Linked DNA regions of Triticum aestivum: region 1 is linked to region 2. The links are chromatin contacts, called in public Hi-C maps. All regions are on one chromosome and are shown on one strand. Each heading gives the region's core, a stretch centred on a gene start, on an enhancer-like site or on the middle of the called end of the contact. The rest is flanking DNA. Distances are from core to core; before and after follow the strand shown.

Evidence for each region. A called contact is a pair of places that touch in the nucleus more often than the background predicts.
Region 1: a contact with region 2 is called in a Hi-C map of leaf, with 5 times the contacts expected there. The contact joins the enhancer-like site here to the promoter of LOC123151530 in region 2. A contact is called at or near these places in 4 of 5 Hi-C or Micro-C datasets (leaf and an unstated tissue) and 1 of 1 datasets of contacts at active chromatin or transcription factors (leaf).

The regions. Positions count from the first base shown.
Region 1 is chr7A:245,726,537-245,732,579 of IWGSC CS RefSeq v2.1, reverse strand. No RefSeq gene overlaps it. Among protein-coding and RNA genes, the nearest start is that of LOC123154428, 7.6 kb to the left of the region's middle. Within about 2 kb of position 1,434, at least 8 of the 8 cell types and tissues checked have an H3K27ac peak or open chromatin away from gene starts, as enhancers often do. A contact at or near this core is called in leaf, where this site is marked.
Region 2 is chr7A:245,521,463-245,527,699 of IWGSC CS RefSeq v2.1, reverse strand. It overlaps LOC123151530 (ABC transporter F family member 4), which reads left to right and starts at 3,197. Exons shown (of 2, transcript XM_044571228.1): 1 at 3,197-3,806; 2 at 4,325-4,903. The coding sequence starts at 3,445. The coding sequence ends at 4,793.

The DNA.
Region 1 (6,043 bases), core at 185-2,684, 210 kb before region 2:
AAAACATTCACTGGGTTGAAAAAATTCACTATCTAATTGTCATAAATAAACCAACTTTATTTGAATTATTAAAGTGCCCTTAAACTATTTAAACTGGGTGAACAACCCAAAATAAACCTTTCCTATTTAAACAAAATTTCAAATGAATCCAATTAGTCGTCAAACTTTTTTTGTGGCAGCCCTAAATAATGTATAGTATTTATATGTCAAAGCTCTACTTTTCAAAAGTCATTTGGTTCAAGATTTAAATGCCAAACATAAGCTAGTTAAAGAAACAGAAAAGAAAAATGAGAATTGAATTAAAAAAGGGAGAAGAAGGAAGCCCCCCTCATCCCCATGGGCCTTAGGCCACAAGCAGGCCTGCTAGGCCCAGGCGCCCCACCATCTCCTTAACCCTAGCCGCTAGCAGCCTCTCGTCCCGATCCCCTCGTTCCCCACCACGCGCCACCAGGGTTAGACTCGCTCGATCCTTGCCCATCTCCCTCACGCCGCACCTCATGCCCGAACCTCCCCTCGCAGCGTCTCCTCTCCCCTGCTCCCTGCAGCACCTTCGCCGCCCGCCTCCGCTCGTCGGTGCCCCGTCACCAGGGACCTTCCCTCGCCCCGCATGCTGCTGCTTCACCTCGCCGCTGCGCCCTACCTCGACATGGATGGCCCCGACCTCCGCCGCCCAACGACCAGGTCCGGCCGGCCTTCGCCGTCCCTTCCCATTCGCGGATGGATCTGGCTGCAGCCACGTCATCCCCGGCGCCAAGTCCGTCCTCCTGTGCCGCCTCGCTGCCAGACGAGCACCAAGCCGCCGCCTGGAGCTCCGTCCTGAAGCTCGTTGCTGCCGCCTCTCCAACCTCATCGGGATCCGCGTTGCCATAGCCACTTCCGCCCTGGCCTCGCTGCCTCAAGCACCACCACGAGCCTGCTGACATCCCTATAGCTCCACTGCGAGCCGCCGTCCGTTTTCCCCCTCCCCTGCTTGTTTTGGCCGTCCCTGGCGCCGTATGCCGCGAGGCCGAGCTCCTGCCATCGCCTGCCGTTAGCGTTCCCGGCCTCCCTGGCGACTGTCACGACCACCGTCCGACACGGCACCTCCCACGCTGTCGGACGCGCCCAACCACATGCCCGTTCGTGGCCGGATGGGCGATTCCAGCGAGGCCCCGCGTGGCGCCGTCGTGTTCTGCCTCACCGGCGTGGCCGGCCGTTCGAACCGTCCCGTGGGCCACCGGTAGGTGGGCCCCGTGGGATTAGCCGCTAAGCTGGACTCTAATCCATCACCCATGTGTAAATGACAAACTGGACCCGCACCTAATTAATCATGGGCATAATTAGCCGGCTAATTAAACTAATCCTTATGGCCACTGACGGTGAGCCATGCAACTGTAGTGATTAGGTTTAAACTCTAACAAAATGTGTTAGCAAATTGACCCACTGACCACTAGGCCCCACCCTGACTAATTAAGTTAATTAGTTTAAATAAACTTTGTTAATATTGCCACTATCTATGACCCCCACCTTGACCGGTTTGACTAGTCAAAGTGTTGGTTGTGTATCCCCTAGCCAATGACAGATGGCCCCCACCTACACTGTTCATTGTTGACCTGGTTCGCTTTGACTACTGAGTCAGCAGTTGAATACTAGGTGCACTTAATGAAATAGCTATTTAATAACTCGAATTTAATTAAATACAGTAATGTCAGAAATTGATTAAAACTTTAAAAATTAATATAAAATAATCCGTAACTCGGATGAAAATACTTTGTACATGAAAGTTGCTTAGAACGACGAGGCGAATCCGAATACATGACCCGTTCGTCCACCACACGTCCCTAGCATAGCGAACGTGCAACAATCCACCTCCAGTTCATCTGCCCAAAAACGTCAAACACCGGGGATACTTTCCCGGTTGTTTTCCCCCTTTGCCGGTATCACCTCCTACCGCATTAGGGCACACCTAGCACCGTTACTTGTCATGTCATGCGTCGTTATGCATCTGTTTGCATTGTATTCATTGTTTCTTCCCCTCTTCTCTCCGGTAGACTACGAGACTGACGCCGCTGCTGGTGCCCCGATCGACTACGTTGTTGACGACCCCTCCTTGCCAGAGCAACTAGGCAAGCCCCCCTCCTTGATCACTGGATATCACCTATCTTCTCTCTACTGCTTGCATTAGAGTAGTGTAGCATGTTAGTGCTTTTCGTTTATCCTATCCTGAATGCATAGCCCGTCCTTGCTACTACTGTTGTTACCTTTACCTGTAATCCTAAATGCTTAATATAGGATGCTAGTCTTTCAATAGTGGCCCTACATTCTTGTACGTCTGCCATGCTATACTATCGGGCCATGATCACTTGGGAGGTGATCACGGGTATATACTTATATACATAATATGTGATACTTGTGGTAAGTCGGGTCGGCTCGTAGAGTACCCGCGAGTGATTCTTGGATTGGGACCGAAAGGATGTTAGTCCCGACGGCCCTCTGAGTGGATCTTTGTGGCGGAGCGACAGGGCAGGTTGAGACCACCTAGGTGAGAGGTGGGCCTGGCCTTGGTCGGCGTTCGCGATTACTTCAAAATAACACGCTTAACGAGATCTTGGTATTTGATCTGAATCTGGCCACTGTCCTATACGCACTAACCAACTATGCAGGGACAATTATGGGCACTCGACATTGTGGTATCAGCCGAAGCCTTCTTGACGTTAGTGACTGAGCGGCGCGCGCCGGATTGGGATGGAACGCCTGCTCTTGTATTAGGGAGGCTAGGTCTGCTTCCGGCCGCATTCGCAATGTGCAGGTGTGCAATGGGCGATGGGCCTAGACCCCTACGCGCATAGGATTTAGACCGGCGTGCTGACCTCTCTGTTATGCCTAGGTGGGGCTGCGACGTGTTGATCTCCCGAGGCCGGGCATGACCCAGGAAAGTGTGTCCGGCCAAAGGGGATCGAGCGTGTTGGGAAATGTGGTGCACCCCTGCAGGGAAGTTTATCTATTTGAATAGCCATGTCCCTCGGTAAAAGGACGACCCGGAGTTGTACCTTGACCTTATGACAACTAGAACCAGATACTTAATAAAATACACCCTTCCAAGTGCCAGATACAACCCGGTGATCGCTCTCTCACAGGGCGAAGAGGGGAGGATCGCCGGGTAGGATTATGTTATGCGATGATACTTGGTTAACTTACCATCTACTCTCTTCTACTACTTCAAGATGGAGGCTACCAAAAGTGTAGTCTTCGATAGGACTAGCTATCCCCCTCTTATTCTGGCATTCTGAAGTTCAGTCCACATATACTACCCCTTTCATTCATAACAATGCATATGTAGTGTAGCTCCTTGCTTGCGAGTACTTTGGATGAGTACTCATGGTTGCTTTGCTTCCCTCCTTTTCCCCTTTCTATACCTGGTTGTTGCGACCAGACGTTGGAGCCCAGGAGCCAGACGCCACCATCGACAATGACTCCTACTACACTGGAGGTGCCTACTACTATGCACAGGCTGCCGCCGACGATCAAGAGTAGTTTAGGAGGATCCCAGGCAGGAGGCATGCGCCTCTTTCGATCTGTATCCCATTTTGTGCTAGCCATCTTATGGCAATTTGCTTAACTTATGTCTGTACTCAGATATTGATGCTTCCGCTGACTCGTCTATGATCGAGCTCTTGTATTCGAGCCCTCGAGGCCCCTGGCTTGTAATATGATGCTTGTATGACTTATTTTATTTTTAGAGTTGAGTTGTGATATCTTCCGGTGGGTCCCTGATCTTGATCGTACACGTTTGCGTGTATAATTAGTGTACGATTGAATTGGGGGCGTCACAGTATGATTGTATATTTTATTTATGATTTTGTCCTACGGTGCCCTCCGTCTCACGCAAACATGAGGGACCCTCGTTGTAGGGTGTTGCAATATGTTCATGGTTTGCTTATTATCGGTGTTGCGGGGGTGACAGCAGCCTAAACGCGGATAGGTGGGTCATGGCGCATGGGAGTAAAGAGGACTTGATACTTAATGCTATGGTTGGGTTTCACGACCTTAATGATCTTTAGTAGTTGCGGATGCTTGTTAGAGTTCCAATCATAAGTGCATATGATTCAAGTAGAGAAAGTATGTTAGCTCATGCCCCTCCCTCATATAAAATTGCAAGAATGATTACCGGTACTTGTTATCGATTGCCTAGGGACAAATAACTTTCTTGTTGACACAAACCCTTTTAGTAAACACTTAACTTTTATTATCTTGCAAATTACTTCTAGTTTTATTCTTGCAAAGTAGTTCTAGCATCACTCCTACAAACTAGTTTCATACTTGTTTCCGGTAAAGCAAACGTCAAGTGTGCGTAGAGTTGTATCGTTGGTCGATAGAACTTGAGGAAATATTTGTTCTCCCTTTAGCTCCTCGTTGGGTTTGACACTCTTATTTATTGAAGAAGGCTACAAACGATACCCTACACTTGTGGGTTGTCCATACCTTTTTCTGGCACCGTTGCCAAGAAGCAATAGCGTGGGGTGAATATTCTCGTGTGTGCTTGTTTGCTTTATCACTAAGTAGTTTTTATTTCCTGTTCTAAGTTGTTCTCTATCTTTAGTTATGGATATGAACACGAAAGACCAAAAAAATTAGTTGTACTTGCTACTCATGGAGATGGGGAACCTCCTAAAATCCTCGATGCTCGTTATGTGAAAAATATTATGCACTACTTTGATAATCCTGAGAAAACCCCATTCAACCTGATAATGGGAGTAACGTTGGATCAACGTGAATACTTTAGGGATTATCGCTTGACTCAAAAGGGAAAACTTTTATGGGATCAAATTGAAATGTTGCAATGGTATGCTTGGAATCTATGCTTGAGATATGATTATACTTGTTGCTCTAAGATTGAAGTTCCACACCTTCCCTATTCATGCAAATTTAATGATAATGAAACCTTGGCTTCTTATCCTAGAGGTATATATGATTATTACGATGTGGAACGAATAGAAGAATTTGTTGCTTTTAAGGGTGCATATGAAATTGAATCTTTGTTTGAAAAGTTTGAAGATTTTGATGATTCAGTTTATAGACCTGAAAATCTTGCTATCCTTAAATATTGCTATGATAATTATAAATACAATTACGATATTGATGTATTTATTGAGAATAACCCCGTTGTCCAAGAAAAGACTAATATTGCAAGAGTCTATGGAAGAAGAAATTGATGAAACCGCGAGCTCATTGGATGAAAAAGATGATGAGGAGAGCGAAGAACAAATGGAGGAAGACCAGATTGATCACTCGTGCCCACCTTCTAGTGAGACTAACTCTTCAATTCATACATTGTTTAATTTCCCTTTGTTCTTACCAAAGGATGAATGCCATGATAATTGCTATGATCCCGTTGATTCGTTTGAAATATCCCTTTTTGATGATGCTTGCTATGCTTGTGGCCATGATGCCAATTTAAATTATGCTTATGGAGATGAACTTGCTATAGTAACTTATGTTAAGAATTAAATTGTTTCTATTGCACCCACACATGATAGTCCTATTATATTTTTGAATTCTCCAAACTACACTATATCGGAGAAAGTTGCACTTATTAAGGATTACATTGATGGGTTGCATTCTACCATTACACATGTTGATTTTGATGAATATAATATGCATGTGCTTGCTGCTCCTACTTGTAATTATTATGAGAGATGAACTATATCTCCACCTCTCTATGTTTCCAACACGATAAAATTGCAAGAAACTGCTTATGCTACATATTGGCCTTTACTTGATGTGCATGAATTGTTCTTGTATGGCATGTCGATGCATAGGAAGAGAGTTAGACTTCGTCATTGCATGATATATGTTGCTTTGTGCTCATTACTAAATGACAAATCATTGTTAATTAAAATTGGCTTTGATATACCTTGGGATCCGGGTGGATTTATTACTTGAGTACTTTATGCCTAGCTTAATGGCTTTAAAGAAAGCGCTGCCAGGGAGACATCCTAGAAGTTTTAGAGAGTCATTTATTTTGTTGAGTGCTTTTATAAAGTTTAAAAACAAAAAATTTAGA
Region 2 (6,237 bases), core at 1,948-4,447:
GGTGCTTGATCGGTCGGGCCGTGAAGACGTACGACTACATCAGCCGCGTTGTTATAACGCTTCCGCTTTCGGTCTACGAGGGTACGTGGACAACACTCTCCCCTCTTGTTGCTATGCATCACCATGATCTTGCGTGTGCATAGGAATTTTTTTGAAATTACTACGTTCCCCAACAGCCACAAGCTACTATGGGCTCTAGCATAGTTGATTAAGTCGTGCGAACTCTTACAATGGTAGACTAGCAGATGTAGGGGAAAGTAGGTGTAACGGTCTACCCGATCGTAAGGTGCTAGCGCTTCTGAAAGACTATGTCTCGGTCATCCGTTTTTCAAACACCATGTAGTGCGAGAATCCTAACGAAGGAGATCGAGTCTTGTGGAGAAAAGTGCGCAAACCTCTGCAGAGTGTATAAACTAATCATGATTAGCCGTGTCCCTGGTTATGGACGTTTTGAGTATCTAGTACTTGGATTATCATGTGAATCTCATCATGTGACTTTAATTAATTTTGTTGGATTTTAATGATGATGCTTAATTGGGATTGAGAGGGTGTCTACACTCTCAATGTTTAACAACCACCATGTTTGTTAAATAAAATTTATTGTTTTACAGTAGGGAAAAATTGGCTTTACGCAAAACTGTAACCATAGAGCTTTCCACCAGCCATATATGCATGTAGTATAGCCCAGTTCTGTTCATTACTCTCTATGTGTTACATTGCCAGCATATTCCATGTGCTGACCCATTTTCGGGCTGCAACGTTCATGTTGCAGATTTTTCAAACGACGAGTAAGGTGTCTTAGGTCGTGGTTCTATACTCAGTGATGCCGTTGGAGTTGATGGACTCACTTTTCTTCCAAGCCTTACGCTGTTATCTTTATTAGATGGCCTTAAGCCATATTATTTGCAATAAGTTCTCTTTGGAGACATTCGATGTAATAAGTGTGTGATTGCTACTCAGTTATAAATCCTTCAAGTACTATGCGTGTCAGCATTACTGATCCAGGGATGACACTGAAGCACAGAGATCAGACTGTTTGAGGTCTGGTCGCCATAGTATAAGCTTCTCACAAACCAGAGTTTCTCACAAGAAGCCTCATGGTTTCCGTAGGGAACGTGTCACCTTTGTGGACGAAATGATATTCGTTGCCTCTTCTTACTTTCAATTTTTATCTAGTGTCAACATAGAACAACAGTAGTGTCATTTTAACTTTTTGTACTTTTCCGCGGTTCATTAGAAATTTTTTTATACATTAACTGAGTTTCCTTGGTATTTTATGTGCATAATTTAAATTTGAACTACATGCACATGCTCCAATGCAGAAAAATGGATTGGAATATAAAATGTGTGTCAATGGGTGCATGCTTAGGTCCCACGCAAGAAATGAGAATGAATTTTAAACAGTCGCTCGACCGCAAACATTGAGGTACATGATTTTAAAATTCTAGCAAATCCAAAAGAAATTCATGAAACTTGGCATGCTATCATGAAATAGCATCAACATGCTGTGGTAGAAAAATAGTTCCATTTGGGCCAGATTTAGGTATAAGCTACTCAAAAACCAGAGCTTCTCACACGAAGCTTCATGGTTCCGGTAGGAAACTTATGACCTTTGGGGACACAACGATATTGGTTGCCTCTTTTTGCTTTCAAAATTCCGTCTAGTGGCAACATAGACCAACAGGAGTGTCGTGTTAAAATTTGAAATTTTTCTGGGTTCATTAGGATATTTTTATACCTTAACCGAGTTTTGTAGACAGTTTATGTGCATAATTCAAATATAAACTACATGCACTTGCTCTAGTGCAGAAAATGGGTTCAAAAATCAAATGTGTTTCCTTAGGTGCATGCTCAGGACCCATGCAAGAAATTGAAATGAATTTCAAGCACCTCGGCACCGTTGCTTGCTGGCAAACGTTGTGAAGAAGAGATTATTTGAGACGTGCGGACGCGCTCGTCGGCGTTTGAGGGTGGGATTTGTTGTATCCGAGCAACAAAACGGATGGGATTTGTTGTATCCGAGCAATAAAACGGGCACTTTTTGGCAGATTTGACAACAAGCGGGCACCACTGAACATGCAAGCACCGTTTGTTGTATTTTTTGAATACAGTACAGATGCAAGCGTTTATATACATGCGCATACAATCACCCTTGTAAACATATACGCACATCAAGACTTAAATCTCGATGTGCTAGAAATACCACAGTCCCTCTAACCATCAAACGATATGTTGGTTTGCGGTTGTTGCATTTTAATTGTAATACATGTATGGTCTACAATCGATCCGGACGAATACCGGGGCGAAGAAAACAAATGACAAGGCCAAACGCATGGGGTCAAGATAAGATACATGGGACGCTGTGCGTGCATGCAGGAGCATTAACTGGCGCCTGGTCATTATGTTTATCCATCCCCATCAGTCACCATGCATGCAGGATTACTACTAGTACTTCTCTGGTCAAGGTAATTAACCAAATGACCTGGAGAGCAGCATGCACAGTTCACACGGTGCAAGGTCAGCCCAGTAACAGTTCACCTTGAACCAAAATGCCGTCGAACCGAACGCCAGGCATGATTACCCTTTTGCGGTGCAAGTGGAGTACGTTGCGGTCGTGGCCGGAGCATCAAGTATAGCATCAAACCGGACACTTCTGGTTGACTGTGAACCGAACCATTTGTTGGATCGATGCCGGAGCAGCATCGCCGATCGGCAACCAAAAATTGTCGGGCCATCCAGAGATCCTGCAGCCAGCTGAACTGGGTTTGGGTGGACAGACGAGTCATGACTCATGACGGCAGAAAGCGATCCGTCCATCCATCATCCATCCAACGCGTGCGCGCGCACTGCGCCCCACCTGTCACCCCGCACCGCGGCACACGCTTCCCGGCCGCGGCCCACACGTGCGACCGGCCCAGGAGACCAAGCCGGATCGCACACGTACGCCCACCGTATGTATACTCACCCCGTATACCATACGCTCTACCGTATCACGTACAGCAATACCGGTATGTCTTCAGGTCAGCCCGCCATATGTACACCGAGTCCATGGAGAGCGGTGCCACCGCGGGTGGCCCACGCGCCAGGCGGACAGAGACCGGCCACCTCCTGCGCCAGGCTCGCACGCCTGGACCCGGCGCATGGACCGCTGCGGGGTCGTCCTGTAACTATAGAAAACGCCCCCCTGTTTTTCCTTTGCTAGTCCTGGCCTAGCTCCCAGCAAAAAAAATAGTCCTGGCCTAGCTCAGCATCTCTATCCAATCCTCCCTTCCCTTCTCTCTCCACCTCTCTCTTTCCTTCTCTCTCTCTCGAAGATTTCTTGTCCTCGTCTGTGCGCTCCGGCTCGGCGTGGTCAATCTCTCGGCGGACGCACCCACCCGCCGATCCGCGCGTGATCCTCCGTGATTTTCGCTGGATCTTGCTTAGCTAGCTGCGGGTGCGCGCATGTCGACGGCGCTGGCGCCGGGGATGGCGCGGGGGCACGGGTTCCGTGGCGCGGGGAAGGGGAAGCAGCGGTCGGATTCGGAGGAGCCGGAGACGAATCGTGGCGGCGGCCCCAACGGGTTCTACGTTGAGGAGGAGGGGGAGGAGGTTGGGAGGGAGGAGCTGCGGGAGCTGGAGGAGGCGCTCTCGGATGCCTCCTCGATCGGGGCGGCCTCCTCGGATAGCTCCTCGATCGGGGAGGACTCCACGTCGGAGAAGGAGGAGGGAGAGGAGGAGGAGGTGGAGAGCGAGGCGCCGGTGGATGAGGTGCTCGCTATGGGGCTCGGGACCCTCGAGTCTCTCGAGGATGCGCTGCCCAGCAAGTAAGCTTTCTTCTTCCCCATCCTCTTGCTCCTTGCTTTATTATTAATTAATTACCGGAGGTTTTTGCTAAATTTGTATGATCTTGTTTGTGATCTCTTCAAGTTTTTCTTGGTCAAATAGGATATTTCTTAGTCCAACAGTCTTAGAGAAAAAGATGGATTTTTTTTCTTCTTTGAGGAAAAAATCTGTTCTGATTCCTCGGCCAGTTGTGTTTTCTGGTGTAATCATTAAGCTCTGTAGATCACAGAACTAGCGTACTAGTCTGCCTGTTCTGTTGAACTTTGCATTCTACCAGGACGGACCATGGAGAAAGTTAGCATGTTTCTGCTAGTCAAAACAGATAAAGATCATGGATGGATTTAATTTGGTGTGTGTAATTAGCTGGAATCCCGGGCATGTGAATAGCCCAGCGGTGCATCGACTACAGGCCAAATACTCTGCAAATATGCAATTACTAGTACCCATGGAGTGTTTGCCCTGAACATTAACCGACCAAGATGAATGAAATTAATCGCAGGAGGGGCCTCTCGAATTTCTACGCCGGCAAGTCCAAATCCTTCACAAGCCTGGCGGAGGCTGCAGCCAAGGCGGCTGCCAAGGAGATCGCCAAGCCGGAGAACCCCTTCAACAAGCGCCGCCGCGTGCTGGCGGCATGGTCGCGGCGGCGGGCCTCCTGCAGCTCGCTGGTCACCACGTACCTGCCGCCACTCCTCTCCCTCGACCACACTGTGGTGGAGGGGGACGAGGAGGAGGAGGAGGAGGAGGAGGAAGAACGCTCGGACGACGGCGACGACGAGGGTAACAGCAGCGGCAATGGCAGGAGGGAGAAGGCCCCGGCGTCGCCCAGGTTCCCTCCGCGCAGCCTGCACAGCGCGTCCCAGAAGGCGAGCGTCATGAGTAGGAACACCATCAATCCGAGCACGAGCTCATTCCGATCCCCAAGGTCATTCTCCCTCTCCGATCTGCAAAACGCTGGATACAACTAGCTGAAACGTAGGCCGAATTTAGGTTGGCGAGATGGTGCTGCTGCCGCTGCTGCTACTGTATAATCAAGAGGTCTCTACATATAAGAGAACATTAATTTGTTGTGTTTGTCTGTCTGTTGGCCTCTTCTTGAATCACCTGGTACAATAGCATGACATGGCAATGGCAACCCGAAGTGGCCGCTTCTTTCAGCCAAACTGAAAGTTCTTAACCGTGTTCTCATCGATTAAAGGATAATGATGTTGAGCTGATGTCGTTGATGACAGGTTAGTGGTTTAATAGTTGCTCTGACCAGCGGTGTTTGCTGGTGGCAGCAGAGAGGCAGAAATGGTGGGTGATGAGTCCCATGCATGCCTCATCCGATAAGCATCATCCAGTTGTTAGCGACTCGCTTTAGGCTCTCTTCAGCTGATTGCTACCATTAGCCAGCTAATCTAAAAGCTTAGCACACGGAAAGAAAAACATTTTCCTTTCAGAGGTGGCATAACCTTCACCTCCCAAAAAATTGAAGTTCTTTTTTTTAAAGGATAAAGTTGAAGATCACATAGACGAATAGCAAACGCTATGCAGATCATCTGGCACAAGCAATGGCTTCCAATGGAGGGGAGTAATTAACTTCATCCTCACGAGAGCAAAAGCTATAACTGCCATAGAAAAAGTGGAAATCGAGAAGCTCTTTGACGTGTCGCCACGTATGGCACACCGGTTAACGAAGCAGGAGAGAAGCGCGATCCGGACTAGTTAACCTGGGGAGGTGGAAACTAAAGCAGCAGGCGGATCACAACCTTAAAGGGTGCTTGGATACAAGGGACTATTTTTAGTCTGACTAAAAATAGTCTTTTTTAAAGGCTAAAGTTCTAAGCACCCCTGACTAAAGAGAGGCTAGGACTAGTCTTGAGGCTAAAATCTTTTAGTCATGAGAAACCTACTAAAATATGTATTAGCTCTCTCTCTCCTCATTTAATTCCTCTCCTTAGTTCTGAATTGGAGGGTTTGGAGGATAATAAATGCTTAATAACTAGATTTTAGTCTCTTCAGTATTTGGATCCAAGCATGGGTGAAACTAGCAAGTTTTAGTCCCACTATTTTTAGTCATGAGACTAAAACGTATCAAGCATGCTCTTAATCTCTCTTGATTGTATAGCTCGCACGTAGTAGTACGTTTCTGCCGCGACTGGGCATTCAAATTAAGCGGCGCGATCTCCCATCTGTAGTAGTAATCTAGTGCGATGATGATGTTGTTTAAGGTTTCGAAGGGGCGTGCCGATGAGATGACGAGATGAGATGAGCTTTCTTCGGGCGCCCGATCGGGGCCGGAGGCGTTTAGTGTGTGAGCGGGACGGGGCATCCTATGCTAATGCTAACCCGCTCTTTGCTTATCTGCTAAGAGTCGTATTCCATCGGCAAGTGTGATTAGATAAGGGTTTCAGGTACGAGAGGGAGTGT